Regions from separate parts of the Mus musculus genome. Here all the other regions are linked to region 1. The links are chromatin contacts, called in public HiChIP or PLAC-seq and promoter capture Hi-C maps. All regions are on one chromosome and are shown on one strand. Each heading gives the region's core, a stretch centred on a gene start, on an enhancer-like site or on the middle of the called end of the contact. The rest is flanking DNA. Distances are from core to core; before and after follow the strand shown.

Region 1 (3,583 bases), core at 359-2,858:
TCAGAGCCTCTGAGGCTGGGGGTGAAGAGGCAGTTGGGAGCTGATGGGCATTGATCTGGAAACTAAGTTTACATCCTCTAAGGCGGAAGCAAATGCCCTTAATCTGCTGAGCCGGCTCTCTCTGTCTTTGATGCGGAAGCTCATTATGCAGGTCTGGCTGGCCTGGAACTTTGTGTAGGATTAAAGGTGTGCGCCACCACATCTAACTTCTAACTCTTTCCATTTTTAAGCTGAAGAACCATGGTCTCTGTGTGATAGGATATATCTGTAATCCCAGCGTTTAAGAGGTAGAGGCAGGAGGATGATCAGGAGATCAGAGTCATCTTTGGCTATGTAGAGAGTTCCAGGCCAGCCTAGGTCACATTAGTCCTATTAAAATCTAAACCCAGAGGCTGAGTGATGGTCTATTCTGAAGGGAGGGCTGTGGAGCCACTGATCCTTCCTTATACAGTGGCAGGCAGTCTTTCCACGAGTTTGGTTGCTTTCTAGATTAAAGAAATCGCCGGGCGGTGGTGGCACACGCCTTTAATCCCAGCACTTGGGAGGCAGAGGCAGGTGGATCTCTGAGTTCGAGGCCAGCCTGGTCTACAAAGTGAGTTCCAGGACAGCCAAGACTATACAGAGAAACCCTGTCTCGAAAAAACAAAACAAAAAAAAAAAAAAAGAAATTATGTTTGTGTTCAAGTTCTACTTATGACCTGACTTTTTCTGGGGCCATCCCCCATCTTTGGATTTCATGGTTACTTAACCTCTCAGCTCTTCCATTGCTTCCTCTGAAACACTCTGATCTCTTTCTTTCCTTCAGACCTGTTGTACCTTTTAGCCTGTTGAAAATCTTTGTAGCAGAGACATCTCAGGCTCAGCCTGTTCAGGGGTGAATACATCTTCCCTAGAACATGCTCATGGATGCTTGTCCCAGGGATGCCATCTGTCAGACCCTTAGTACGCTATTCTTCTGGTCCCGTCCTAGTCTAACTTTTATTTCCTACAATTTCACTTTAACCTATAGCGCTGCTGAATTTATTTAGGCCCCATCATTCCTTGATTGGATTATTTCAAGATGCTTTTGCTCAAGTCCAACCTTGTATATGTGTAGATTTCTGTGCAACAACCCTACTTTCCAGTAAATAGACTGAACTGTTGGATTTGGTCAAATGCTTAATCCCCTCACAGACTAAACAATCCCGAAAAGCACTTGCACTTTACACAGTGTCTAGGATAAGCAAGTGCTCGAAGAGTTATTGCTCTCCTCATTACTCTATGTGTCTGTCCTTGCTGCTCCTTGTGTTCAAGGTGTTTTCTCTACCTGGAGAATCCTCCAATTTCAGTACTCTGCTTCTCGGGTTTTACTAAGCAAATCTTTCGTGCCAAAATATATGACGTGATTGATGGATTGTAACTCTGTTCTCCCTACTAGACTGTTAACTTCTTGAGAGGAAGAATTCTGAAACTTCAGAGGTTAACTGAAGCATTAAGGATAAACATCCCAGGCGGAAGGCCCCTGCCCCTCCCGGCTAGGGGGCGGGGCGAGACCTGGCTCGGGGTGGCAGCAGGGACTTTTTTCCTCGCCGTGGCGGCGGAGGAGCACTGCGTGGGGTAGCGGCAAGACGTCGTCGGAGGAAGGCTGAAAAAGCCCTAGGTGTTGCCGTTGCTAGTAGAAGTCGGACCTGTCGCCCGAGCTGTGCGTCTGCACGGGTTTCGGACGGAGCGGAGCTCGCTGCCGCGGTTGCGGAGCCTGCCCTGTGCTCGCCCCTGCCCAGGTCGCGGTGATGGAGCCGGCCACCACGCTGCCCCCAGGCCCGCGCCCGGCGCTGCCCCTCGGGGGCCCGGGCCCGCTGGGAGAGTTCCTGCCTCCCCCCGAGTGTCCGGTCTTCGAGCCGAGCTGGGAAGAGTTCGCGGACCCCTTCGCTTTCATCCACAAGATCCGGCCCATAGCCGAGCAGACTGGGATCTGTAAGGTGCGGCCGCCGCCGGTGAGTCAGCCAGCACCCCGGATCCTGCTCGCGGCTGGGGGAGGGAGCGAGGACGCGCGGCCCGGGAGGCCGGAGGCGCGGGGGCGGGGAGCGGTCGTCCCGCGGGCCCGGTCAAGTTTGGGGTGGCTCCGAGGGTCGGAGATGCGGCGGTGGGAGGAAGGCGCGGGGGCCCCCGTCCCGGGTGGGATGTGGGCCGTGAGGACCGCGGGCTCCGGCGGGGCGGCCGGAGGGGGCTAGGTCGGTGCGGCTCCGGGGGCTGGTGCGCTGCACCGCCCGGCAGCGGTGCGGGCTGGAGTGGTTGGCAGCCGCCGGGGTGGTCGCTGGGGAGTCCTCCCGAGCCCGGCTGAGACGCGGGCGCGGAGGCAGGGCTCTGGGCCCGCACGGCTCCGTGGCTGGTCCTCGCCTCCTTCTCGGGGTGCGGGGGTGTGTGATGGGTGGGGGTGGGGGACTTGCGAGTTGTCGTGTGAGGAGGAAAGTTTTCAATATGGCGGCGGGAGCCCCTGGTCCTTTGTGTGGTGGCGGCGTCGGCCCGAAGCTGCCCTCACCTGAGCGCCCCACCCTCCGGACCCGGGTCCCCCACCACCACCTGGTCCCTCGGCCTCTGGGAGTCCCCAGGGCGAGCTGGGCCAGGGGGCGGCCGGCGCTACTGGGGGAGGGGAGGAGCCGCTGGGCCGGTCTGGAGCGGCTGGTTGAGTGGTGGTGGGGGTGCAAGGGTCGGGGTGGGGGGACGACACTTTGAGGATGGTGGGGGCAGGCCAAGCGGCGGGGGCCCTGATGCTCGCAGGTCCTGGCGGACGCTCCCACACGGACTTGGGGCCGGACTGCTTTGCTCCCGGCGCGGGGGGGGGGGGGAGGCCTGGCTGGGGCTGAGGTGGAGAGGCTGTGCTTGTAGGGGAGATGTCAGACGAGCTCTTGGAGATTTCATCCTGGTCCCTAGCTTTCCCTACTCGGCCTTCCCGGCGGGGGCTCTAGCGCCTCGAGCTTGGGGGGCTCTGAGGGGTGGGGTGTCCCCAAGACGGCCCTAACGGCTGCAACGTCCGCGGAGAGCCCGGCCCACTCCTTCCCCGTCCCCGTCCCCCTCCCCGTACCCCCTCCCCCCGCAGCCGGAACTGGATGCGCTGCGACACCCCAGGTTTTTCGCCTACCTTTTGGGATGACCTGAGTCTGAGTTGGCCTAAACGACCGTTGGACCGGCCGGGTCGGTTGGAAAGGTTTAACTGCCTTGCCTACCGTTTAAGAATTTTCTATCTTTCCCTGCTCTCAAGTGAAAAAGACCCCCCCCCACGCCTTTTACCCCTTTCTCCCTTAAACTTGCTCTATGTAATGGCATTTTGATTTAGGGGATTGTGTACGTAGACGTTCTAGAAAAGATGTTTGCGAGAGATCCCTGAATAAAGCCTTATCCTTTCACTACCCCCACGAAAGAAAAATTAAAACACAGATACCATATTTTAGTTGCTCTTGGACAACTTTGAAAGCAGAAATGAAATGCCTCAGAAAATAACTGGCCAGGTCAGCTAGTATGGGGGGAAATGTTTGGAAATAGATTCATTTCTTCTGGTGAAATGGACAGAGGCGATGGAAGGTTTCTTTTACTGTAGAGGCCTGCA
Region 2 (3,583 bases), core at 790-3,289, 220 kb before region 1:
ACTGCTCGGCCAGTATAGCCCACCATGTTCTTAGAACAAATCCTTTACCAACTTAACATAGTACAGCTCTTGGAGGCCCACGGAGAGCATTTCAGCCGTAACAAAGCCTCAGTTAACTTCCCTGCACCTTAAAACCCCGTTGGCACCCAGTCCCCTGGCCCTCCTGAGCTTCACCCCTGCCTCATCAGCAGCACAGTCCAACTAATCACCCTCTCCCCAGCTCTTGCTCTGCTATCCTCAGAGGCTCAGAAAGGACCCACAGCAAATCCTCCTCACTCTTTCCAATTCTAAGGTTTCAGTCATCACTCAGAGAGGACCCACGAGCCTGACTGCCGGCCCTACTCCGTTCCTCCAATCCTTCCTTCACAGGCCAGCTGCTGGGACAGAGCTCATATACTGACATCATATACATGCTCAACATGACATGCCCAACGGCACAGGCCCAAAGCATCCGATGAAAACTCCCCTCACACCACGCTCCTGCAGCCACTCATTTCTGGAGAGGGTGTCTTCACTGCACAGTGTCTAGGGCCCCCAAAGCCCCCCAACCCAATGTGCTATCCCTCGTCTCATTACTTTGGGACATCATTTATCTTGAGAAGCCTCCTCAAATCTTAGCCCCAAATCTAAGAAAATAGCCAATATAAACCATTCAAGCTGTCATTTTTACTAAAGACTATCTGGCCAGTTAACAGAGGTGTGGATTCTGTGGGTTAAGATCCGGTTGGCTTTTTTGTTTTGTTTTGTTTCTGCCATTCCACTAACAGGATAACTAAAATGTATATAGGGGAATGTGTGCCTATTTCGGGTACCATCTACCTGCTCCATGGCCTTTAACAGCTTTTGGATAGGCAAGTATCTATCTCTCTAGTATGGTGTCTGGCATGTAGTAGGTGCCCAATAAATGTTTACTCAATATTGAATAAAGTACTAAGAGCCAATTCCAACAAGTCTGGAAAGGACTGCAGGGAGTCCCTGAAACCTGGCTCCTGGAACAGCCTTCTTAAGCTCACACCAGGAGGGACTCATCAGGCTAAGCACAGCCCCCTTAACCACTTGCTCTCCACGAACAAGTACTGAGGAGCTGCCTCAACTCTCCTCCTCTCCAACACATCTCTCCTCAAAGGTGACATCAGCACCTAGTGGCACTTAGTGCTAGATCCCTCCTCCTTCTCAGAGAAACCACCTACAACATATTTCCAAGTCCTCCAGGCCAACCTCCCTTCCTACCAATCATAAAACCCTCAACACCCGTGCTGGGAAATACCCCTACTGTGTTCACTAATCAACCCTATCATTCCCACCCCCACCCCAGTTCAGTAATCTCTATTACGAACCTCTTTTCCTGTTGCGCCCACCCTCATCCCCACCCCCAACCAGGCCCTCGGCTGGCCATTCCTTCCACCCCACCGCCCCAGCACTGCGGAGATGGGGGCATCTCTGGTACAGCCTGACAGTTGAAGGAATGCAGAGCTGGCGATAGTAACCAAGGGCGAAAAGAGGCATGCGGGAAGGAGGAAGACCCCCGGGAAGATCGAAGACTTCAGCCTCTCACCAGCGCTCGCCCAAAGAAGCAGAGTTGGCCCCCAAGCCCAGAGGCGCTTTTGCTCTGACTCTCCTGGAGAGGATGAGGGGGCGCAGTCCACCCGGCTGCCCCCTCCCAGAGAGAGGATGGAGCTGAGGGCGAACTCCACGCCCTCCCTGCAAAACGGGCATCGACCCCCATCCTCATCCCCAAGGGCACAGGGCACAGCAAAGGCGAGGGGCAACGAATTCCGCGCCCCGCAGAGATACATCCAGACCAGAAGAGGCTGTTTCCCAAGGCGCACTAACAGAGACTCCTCCTCAAACTGTTCAGGGGAGCTGGAGCTGGGAAAAGGGGTATCCTTCCCCGCGGAGTGGCTGTGGGTGCTCACCTGCGTGGAATCGCCGAAGGCCCAGCGGTAGCAGGGCGCCGCCCCCGACCTCGGCAGCGCGAGGCGTCCTAGAGGCAAGCCTGCAAAGGTAGCTGCAGCCTCCACCGCCCAGTACCGTGGCCTCAAGGACCCGCCCCCTTCCTCCGCGGATACCCTGGCCCCACCCCTAAGGGCGGGGCCTGGCCATATCCCCCGAGGCCACGCCCCCACGCCCGGGCGCTCCCCAGCCCTGGTTCGCACGTGACAAGGGCGCTGCTTTGATGCTGTGCGCCATCTTGGTCGAGCCTGAGAGGGCAGGGCAAGCATTTAATCTGGTAGATGTTCTGGCCCTAAAACTTGGAATGCAGAGCACATCCCTCTTTTCCTCTGTTGAACTCACCTTCCTAAGTCTAGTCTGTTCCCTAAATGGCCAGTCGTCTGTCGCCCTTCACACCTGTTCTCGCTCACATATTTTTAAGTGGAGAAACTGGAAACCCAGATACTCTTGTATTGTAGTATGTGCCTCAGTGAATTGTGACTTGCTTTTGGGCATGTGACTGCCCTAACGCTGTTACTACAAAATGAAGTGTTTGTCTGATACATACATCCTATGAAAACATGCTCAAATGCCAAAATTCTGACAAATTTTAGCTAAACCGATTTTCCTGAATTGTTCCCTTTCCCTGCCCCCGTGGCTATTAATGTATCTTTTCCATCTGGTTTGTGAAATTTCATTTCAGTGCCTACTCAAATCCTTCACAGATACCCCATAAGCACTGTTATGAGTGTGAAGAACTGTTTTGGGTTTGGTTTTTTTTTTTTTTTTTTTTTTTTCTCCCTTTTTAGGTTTTTAAGACAGGGTTTTTCTGTGCAGCCCTGGCTGTTCCGGAACTATGTAGACCAGGCTGGCCTCCATCTCCTAGATTCACCTGCTTCTGCAGGCTGCCTGTGCTGCCACCACCCAGCAGCAGTGAACTGTTCTATATACAATGTGCACATAGGCAGTTACAGATATATACACATCTTGCAACAGTGTCCTATAAAGGCTGAAGCTGAGGTCAGTTAACATAGCCTTTCATTCCCTCTCTCCCAATATATCCAATTTTCCTTTCATCTTTAGAAAATGGCAAGGAAATTAATTCTGATAGGGGTTGAGAGGAGCTGAATCTGTTATTTGTCTGACACTCTGAACAAGAATATATACATCAAGAAGTGAAAAACATTAGTCAGTTTTTAAACCCAGAGCCTACCAAGTTTCAGTCGTTCTCTAGGTGGACTAGTTTTTACAAAAAGGCAATCCTTGACTCTTCACACCCTTCCATTAACAAAACATGAATAATGCCAGAAAAGGCAACTCAGCCAATGCTGAGGAGACTGCAGCCATGGTAACCATGAAGAACCATTTTACCAAGTGTTGGCAATGTGCTAAGACCACAGCAGAGGCAGCAGGAACTTCAAAGGGAGGCTATAGCATCTATCATCATACCATGGAGTTTGACATAAAAACTCACAAGTTGAGCCAGAAAACAATTAAGCCACATTTATTTCACCCACTCAGGGTAAACCTAAATGGGAGACACACAATCCACAAGGACAACTTCCCCTGCTCCATGGCATCTTTTGTTCAGGGAACTCCAGACTCTGTGCTTCTTTTCTTCTGCCTCTAGGCAGCTTCTGACTGCAGAGAT
Region 3 (3,583 bases), core at 527-3,026, 170 kb before region 1:
TCCAGCAACATGTAAGATAACTAATACAGCCATCTCCATGGAAAATAAATAGGCTTAGAACTTTACAGTGTCTTCTATATAAAAATTCATCCTATACTTCTGTTAGAAAAATACAGAGAAACCAACCACCATGACAAGCATAGAGGGAGGAGCAAAAAGAGTCTGTATAATAGTAAAGATATCAAATAGTTCAGGGAAACTGAAAGAGACACAAACATACTCAGTTAATAGGTATTTACACGAATTTAAAAAGAGTCTTTCCACAGTGGTACTGGAAGAATGGGATATCAGTTGTTTAAAAAAAACAAACAAACAAAAAAGAACTTCGGCACCTACTTCATTCCATACATATAAAGTATTTTGAGATGAATTATAAGACTGAAGGTAAAAATGATTCTTTTGAGGAAGACCAGGAGGAGAAGAGGAAGAGGATGAGGTAGAAGAAAAGGAAAAGGAGGAAGAGAAGAGGAGGATGAAGTAGAAGAGGACGCCGGGAAGAGGAGGAGGATAAGGAGTGTCTTAGCTACTTCTCTATTGTAGTCTCCCATAAGCCTGAAGCAGGCTAAGCCAGAACTTGACCTTGCAGCCACTAAGGTGATTATCTAGGGTGGAGCCTTCCTCCCTGGATCACTCTATTGTTCTGCTGCTGCTGCTGTTCCTCTTCAAGATACTGCTACCAGCTGAGAGCCCCCCCCCCCCAGCTATTCTGGAAACTACGCCCTATCCTGCACATCATCACCTGCAGCTGGTTCCAGGCTCCAAGAATGAATTGGTGGGGATGGACTTTCCCCCCTCTTTTATAAAGCATGTCCGCCATTAAAAATTTGAACCTTGAACAGACTAGCATGTCTTGGTTCCATTATTTCCCAACCCGCCTAGGCTCCCTCTTTTCTTCCAGATTCCAAGATGCCTTCCAGGCTCGAACCCGGACATGTGAACCACTGGCCGGCACCAACACTCTATTGCTGTCATAAGACACCATGACCAAGGCAACTGATAGAAGAAAGACTTTGTTGGCCTACCACTGAAATGGCTTATCATTTTAGAGGGTTAGAGTCCATGACCATCATGGTAGGGAGCATGGCAACAGGTTTCCAGGCATGGCACCAGAGCAGTAGCTGTGTGCTCACATCTTGAGACACAGCCACAAAGCAGAGACAGTGAGGATGGCACCAGTGTTTTGAAACCTCAAAGCCCACCCCCCAGTGACACACCTCCTCCATCAAGGCCACACCCCCTGATCCTTCCCAAACAGTTCCACCAACAGGGGACTAAGTACTTGAACACAAACCTATAGAGGACATTTTCATTCAGATTCCCAACAGGGAGAAGGAACAATGCTACTGGAAATACAATCTCAGTAGTGATAAAGAACAGATTAAAAAGGGGGGGGGGAGGTGGGGGGGGACTTCAGAAGGCCACTGGACACTTCTAAGCACAAAAAACAACTGGATATTTGAGAACAATTTTGTGGTGATCTCCCAGGCTGCACAGAGCAGCAACTGAAGACACAGATGGCAGTGAATAGCCCATGCGCCCTTTGATAAAAAAGGGACAACTCAGAATTCATACTTGTTGACTCAAACTAGCAGGCAATACTCAAATTTCAAGTAGCAAGACTGAAGGCTGGTTTTGAAACTATGTTTCCTCCTCACCTCATCAAGGAGGTGTTTGATGTAAGGCTGGTTGACACATGGTCCCCATTCAAGCTGAACAATGGTTGTCAGGTGGGGCTTCCTGGGAGGGGTGACTAGCCTTAGCAGCTTCAGAGAAGCCACTCTGGGACTGCATCCCTCAACATTAAGTTGTTTTCTTCTTGTTTTCAGAGAAAATCCTTATTCCAGTTAAGCTTCAAGCAGCATTTTCTACTAGCCAGAAAGACTTCTATGGAAATTGCACTCAAAACATAATGATGATGTGGTCCTGTTTAGGAATTTCTGGTTTCTTTCAGGTTTCTATGGATCCTAGCAGTTCACAATGAAGAAAGCACGCCAAGTCCTTCTGTATTTATTCAAAACCTTGTCTATCTACCTAACAAAATCCCAGAAAGGAAAATGCCCAAAAGTAAGTATGGGTTTGAGAGATGAGATCTAATTCATGTATCACTAACCCCCTACCAGAAGATGTTGGTTTGAATTTAATACTTAACCCTAAATTTCCTCTTCATTAAAAACAAATTATTATGGGAACTAGACAGGCTTAGTGGTTAGGAGAGCTGGCTGTTCTTCCAAGGGACCCAGGTTTCATTCCCAGCACCCACCCAGTGGCTCACAATATGTATATATGGTCTATAACTACAGTTCCAGAGGATTCAACACCCTCTTCTGGCCTCTGCATGCACCAGACACATATGTAGTCCACAGACTTACATGCAGGTAAAATACCTATACATATATATAAAAGAAGTATCTATCACAACCTGCCAGTGGCCTTTGCCAAGGAATTGAAGTTGAATTGGAGAGTCAGCAGAACTAGTGTTGTAGTAATAATTATTTAAATCCTGCCCTGAGGTTTCTACCCAGCCTTGGCTATTTAAGTTCCCAGACAAAAGACATACGCAACCTTTTTATTTATAATTAGCCTTAAACAGCACAATAGCTGGGTGAATACCTACCCTCCATGCTATTAGAATCTACTTTCCTATCGATAACCCCGAATCATTACTTACTATGTTCCATCTGGGCTGTTCTTAACTTCAGTTGGCCAGCCCTCAGGGTCTTGTTCTTATGGCTCACATAACCCATGGTGGCTTCTTCCTCCACCTGCACTCTCTTCCCTCATGGTCCTCCTCAGACTCCAAGCCCAAAACCCTAAACTCTACCTATGTCTCTTCTGCCCAGCTATTGACTGTTGGCATCTTTATTTACCAATCAGAAATAACTTGGGGGCAGGGTCACTCAGCATCTTACGTGAAGACTCTCTCTAGGGGCAGCCAGTCTTGGGGACCCCAAATTAGTAGTAGAATAAGCAGCACTAGGCTACCCACTACAGTAGAGGACTCTAAGCTAGTGCCTTTCCTGGCATTCTGTGAAACTTTTATTTCAAATAGCTCACAGAGAAACAAAGACAAACATACTGAGTGTTTCTCATTGCTATCACAGATATGCTCAGGATCCAGAATGCCTCATAGGAAATTGGGATTTACAAAATGTCTTGGGCACAATAAGCTGCATTGCTGAGGAGGGAGGGAACATCTTACTCAGGGCATTCCTCCCAGGGGAGTAAACAAAGATCTTTGGGAACAGAATTCACATCGCAGGATAGTGTAGGGAAGTCTGTCATGTTACATGTCACCCAGATTTGTTTAAGTCTGTGTATAGACATATATGGCCACATGCACAGAATGGAATTGGTTCTCTCCTTCCACCATACAGGTCCCAGGGATGGGGCTGGTAGCAAGAGCTATTACCTACTGTGTCATCTCTACAGCCTCCATATTGTCTTCTTGGCAACATATCCCTTCCAGTTCACCTGGGAGCATACAGAAAGCAGGAGCGTCACAGAGTCAAGCCCTTGTTGGTTGTCTTTCCTGAGATGGCTACAAGCAGGGGCAGGAGAAAAATTGGGAGGAAAAGGTTAAGAC
Region 4 (3,583 bases), core at 788-3,287, 150 kb after region 1:
TGCCTTTCTCAGAGGACCTGCCCCATCTGCATAGATGCCACCAATAGAAGTCCACTGTCCCTCCACCCCAGGAAGGGACAGGCCCATGGTGGCAGTCTGTGAACATAACAGGTATTTCTAGAAAGTGTGGACATAGCTTTATAGACGGACTCCATCTCTGCCTCAGACCCTCCTGCCTGGCAGCAGTTTTGAGGAAGGCCCAGGGCATCTTCCAATTCATGTGGTAGTGCCCATTTATCCATCCGAGAATCATCACATTTACCCATTCCCATCCTGAAGGTGTGGGTTCTCCTAAGGCAGGATGCTGTTAGGTACGCTTAGCTAAAGGAAATCCTGCAGTCTAACCTGAATGCAACCTACTGAGCCTCCCTCATTGGTGGAAATCAAAGAGGGGTGCTGTTACCCCCGTGGAGGAGCAGGCCCCTTACACTTCTTCAGCCTGCCCACTCACAGGGAGCAGTTCTCAGATCTGGGGGTGGCATGGGCAGGCATGGGTACGGGAAGACTCCTAGTACTACTTATAGTCTGACCTTGAGCTCTTGACCCCAGGCCACCCTTTCTCTCTGGAGAATGAACACCTGGGAACAGCCTTCCCAGCACTGTGGGCAGCCCCTGTCAGATGTCCAGGGACATGCTCCTGCCCAGCCCTGCTGCATGGAATCCCCAGACCAGCTCTTCTGTAGCCTCGGGCCTACAGCAAGCAGTCACCATTCTAAACTGAGTCGCTAGCCCTACAAAAAGCAGCCATGCTGCCTGCCGGAGCATTACAGCCTGTGAGGACTGGGAGGGAAGGAAGAAGGGGTTGATGGTAGTTTAGTAATTTCCTGTCTCTTCCAGGTATGCCCATGGGAAACACAAAACAACAACAACAACAACAACAACAACAACAACAACAACAACAACACACACACACACACACACACACACACACACACACACACACCTCATCACTTCCTGCATCAGGTCTTGAACTTGATTCCTGTTTGAGTGTACAGAACAGGAGGGAAAGAGAAAGAGGTGTTGCCGCAGAGGGTGGAGCAAGCAAGCCAGTCCAGACGAGCAAAGGTGGGCTGGGCTGGGCTGGGTAAGCTGGACACTCCACTTGGGGACTGGGATGCTGAGGTCTTAGCAGCAGGGGAGTTGGGGACCGAGGGTGAGGCGCAAGGGTCAGACCAAGGCACTGGGGATGAGGGGGCACCATAGTTTCAAGCCTCCCTGCCACTCTTACTCAGTGTCCCCACTCAGGGTTTGTGGAAACCCTTGCCCAAGAAGAAGAAAGCAAGATTTGGGGCAAGCAGGAAGGGCTCCAAGATACAACCCTTTTACGGGTAGCTTCCGTGTGTCGTCGCCCCTCCCATAGCTACCTATGGAAAGACCCCACACCCTGTCCTGACTCCACCCTCCAGAGACCTGGTGCAGTGGCCCCCGGACCACTTCCCCTCCTTTCCTCCCTTCGGTGTCCCCCTTTTGTTCCCCCTCCCTTTTTTTCTCTTGACTCAGGAAAGCCTTTAATCTGTATCCCTGAAGCGCGTCACCCCTCTCTCCTCTCCCCTGCGGTTCAGTCAGGCGGAGGTCCCCCTCTCTCATTCCCCTCCCCCAGCCACTCTTGAGCGCCGAGAAGCTCCCGGAAAAGCTTGCAGAAGCGGGGCAGGTGGGGAGTGTTGTAGGAGGGCACTGCGCGCGTGGTGGGGATTCTCCGCAGAGGCAGGGGGGAGCCCCATGCGGTTCCGGGGTCTGAGCCGCCCAGCCTGCAACTTCTGAAATGACCGCATGCGGCTAAACCCCTCTGCCCGGTGACTCCAAGCAGCATCTTCCCGGGGCGGCCCCTTCTCAGCCACCCTCCGCGGACTGTCCTGACTCAAGAACAGGGTGTGGGCTACCAGGACAGGTCCCTGCTCCCCGAGATCCAGGATCTGGATCGGGGATCGCCTCCGAGGGGCCGCACGCGCGTGTGCAGGCGGATGTGAGGCGCATCTCAATTGGCGGGCGGGGGAAGCGGATCAGGTTGTTACTACTGCAGAGCGCGCGAGCGAGGGAGCGGGAGGAGAGCCGCAGCGCTGGCCGGCGCGGGAGTGGGAAGAGGGGACCTGGACTTCGGGGCGGCAGACTCCCGCTGCCTTCTGCACCAGCCCACGCCGAATCGGCTCCCGGACCGTCCCCGGGTAAGAGGGAGCCCAGGCAGGGAGCCCTGCGAGGGCATCCCATGTCCCGCAGTCCCAAGTGAGGCCACACCCAGGACACCAGCAGCTTTCCAGGGCCTGGTGTTGGACCCCTGGGAGGCTGGATCACCAAATGAGACCATGACTTTCAGGGTTCAGCACTTGCTGAGGCATAAACTAAGTGCAGGATCAGCCCTTGGTGAGATCGGGCTCCCGAAATCCACTTCTTTGTCCCGGGGGAGATGTCCTGAATATCCCAGGAACCCCTCCACCTAGACCTGTTCTAGTGCTGAGCACAGGATAGCGCTCTGTACTGGGACAGGGAGCTAGCTAGGGAGCGAGGGCACTCACAGCTCATCCCAGGAAGAGGTGCCCTGGAGGGTGGATGCAGTGGGTGTGTGGTGAGAAGCATGTGCAGAGAGAGAGAGAGAGAGAGAGAGAGAGAGAGAGAGAGAGAGAGAGAGAGAGAGTGGGGGACCCTGCGTGCCCCCGCTGCAGTGAGAATGAGTTGGTGGATCCCATGTGCTCGGAGCTTTGGAGCCCCCTGGCGCAGAGTGGCGCGCAGTGGGGGTGCTGGCACTCCTCGGCCTGGTCTATCCAGACCAGAATCTGCGGACATGTTTTGTGCCCCGTTCTCTCCCGAGAACTTTTTCATTCTCCAACCAGTGCCGTGGCTTTGTGCATTGGAGGGATGGGGGTTTTCAAGGATCCTGGCAAGCGGCCACGGATGGGAGAGTGGGCAGTGGCGCTCTGCTGGTTTGCTGTGTGACCTTGGACCAATGGTGTACCTCTGGGAGTCTCAGTCTGATGTAGGGGAGTGGTGCACCACACAGGAGTGATGGTGGGGAGATGGGGAAGAGGAGGAGGAAGGCCGTCCAGTCCGGTGAACCGAGTCCGTGACTAAGTCTGCCAAGCGTTCCGTGCCTGGGAATTCACTGCCTTTGATTCTTGGCCTCTGCAGAGAGCCCTGTGCACACTTGGAAGGGCAACAGTGTGAGACTCAGAACCTGGAACCTCAGGGGGCATCAGAAGGCATTCTGCCCCTTTGGCTGACCTTGAGTAACTCATTTACTCTCCTAGGCCTTAGTCTCCAGACGTGGAAATGGGGGTTTGGCACATCGAGGATCTGAGTCTTTCCCATCCTGATACCTCCTGTCCCAACTGAAGGGGAAACGGTACAGAAGGCTAGCCCCTGAGTATGTAGTTCCTTATTTAGCCTTCCAAGTGGACTGAGGCCTACAGTCTATTACCTCCATCACTGTTCCTTACAGAGTCTCCAGGCCTGACAGGCCACTGTTAGCCCAGAACTGCCCACCCTCTGCACAGGACATAATTTTCACTGGGGAAGAGGGTCCCTGGGATAGACAGGAGACTCAGAGGCCTCCCAAGGTCATGCTGTCTTCTCTGCTGTCCGCTACCTCAAG

The links. HiChIP or PLAC-seq counts read pairs in DNA pulled down with a chosen protein or histone mark. Capture Hi-C pulls out chosen DNA fragments and counts their contacts.
Region 2: a FOXA1 HiChIP or PLAC-seq map of pancreatic cancer cells shows a contact between it and region 1. The contact joins the promoter of Ppfia4 here to the promoter of Kdm5b in region 1. A contact is called at or near these places in 7 of 39 promoter capture datasets (the HPC-7 cell line, cranial neural crest, embryonic stem cells and 4 more), 5 of 484 Hi-C or Micro-C datasets (CD8 T cells, centroblasts and embryonic stem cells), 6 of 115 datasets of contacts at active chromatin or transcription factors (the HPC-7 cell line, embryonic limb bud, embryonic stem cells and 1 more) and 3 of 9 other capture datasets (adipose tissue, liver and pancreatic islet).
Region 3: a contact with region 1 is called in an H3K4me3 HiChIP or PLAC-seq map of embryonic stem cells, with 20 read pairs. The contact joins the promoter of Mgat4f here to the promoter of Kdm5b in region 1. A contact is called at or near these places in 10 of 39 promoter capture datasets (3T3-L1-derived adipocytes, the HPC-7 cell line, embryonic stem cells and 4 more), 3 of 484 Hi-C or Micro-C datasets (the HPC-7 cell line, bone marrow-derived macrophages and embryonic stem cells), 6 of 115 datasets of contacts at active chromatin or transcription factors (bone marrow-derived macrophages, embryonic limb bud, embryonic stem cells and 2 more) and 3 of 9 other capture datasets (adipose tissue, liver and macrophages).
Region 4: a promoter capture Hi-C map of adipose tissue shows a contact between it and region 1. The contact joins the promoter of Syt2 here to the promoter of Kdm5b in region 1. A contact is called at or near these places in 2 of 39 promoter capture datasets (cranial neural crest and liver), 1 of 484 Hi-C or Micro-C datasets (nephron progenitors), 2 of 115 datasets of contacts at active chromatin or transcription factors (bone marrow-derived macrophages and embryonic stem cells) and 1 of 9 other capture datasets (adipose tissue).

What each region holds. Positions count from the first base shown.
Region 1 is chr1:134,558,570-134,562,152 of GRCm38.p6, forward strand. It overlaps Kdm5b (lysine (K)-specific demethylase 5B), which reads left to right and starts at 1,609. Exons shown (of 27, transcript NM_152895.2): 1 at 1,609-1,973. The coding sequence starts at 1,770. It also overlaps a transcript of Mgat4e not described here.
Region 2 is chr1:134,342,677-134,346,259 of GRCm38.p6, forward strand. It overlaps Ppfia4 (protein tyrosine phosphatase, receptor type, f polypeptide (PTPRF), interacting protein (liprin), alpha 4), which reads right to left and starts at 2,040. Exons shown (of 29, transcript NM_001374777.1): 1 at 1,917-2,040. Tmem183a (transmembrane protein 183A) reads right to left here. Exons shown (of 8, transcript NM_020588.2): 8 at 3,421-3,583.
Region 3 is chr1:134,384,164-134,387,746 of GRCm38.p6, forward strand. Mgat4f (MGAT4 family, member F) reads left to right here and starts at 1,777. Exons shown (of 4, transcript NM_173771.4): 1 at 1,777-2,064. The coding sequence starts at 2,055.
Region 4 is chr1:134,707,263-134,710,845 of GRCm38.p6, forward strand. Syt2 (synaptotagmin II) reads left to right here and starts at 2,038. Exons shown (of 9, transcript NM_001355726.1): 1 at 2,038-2,162.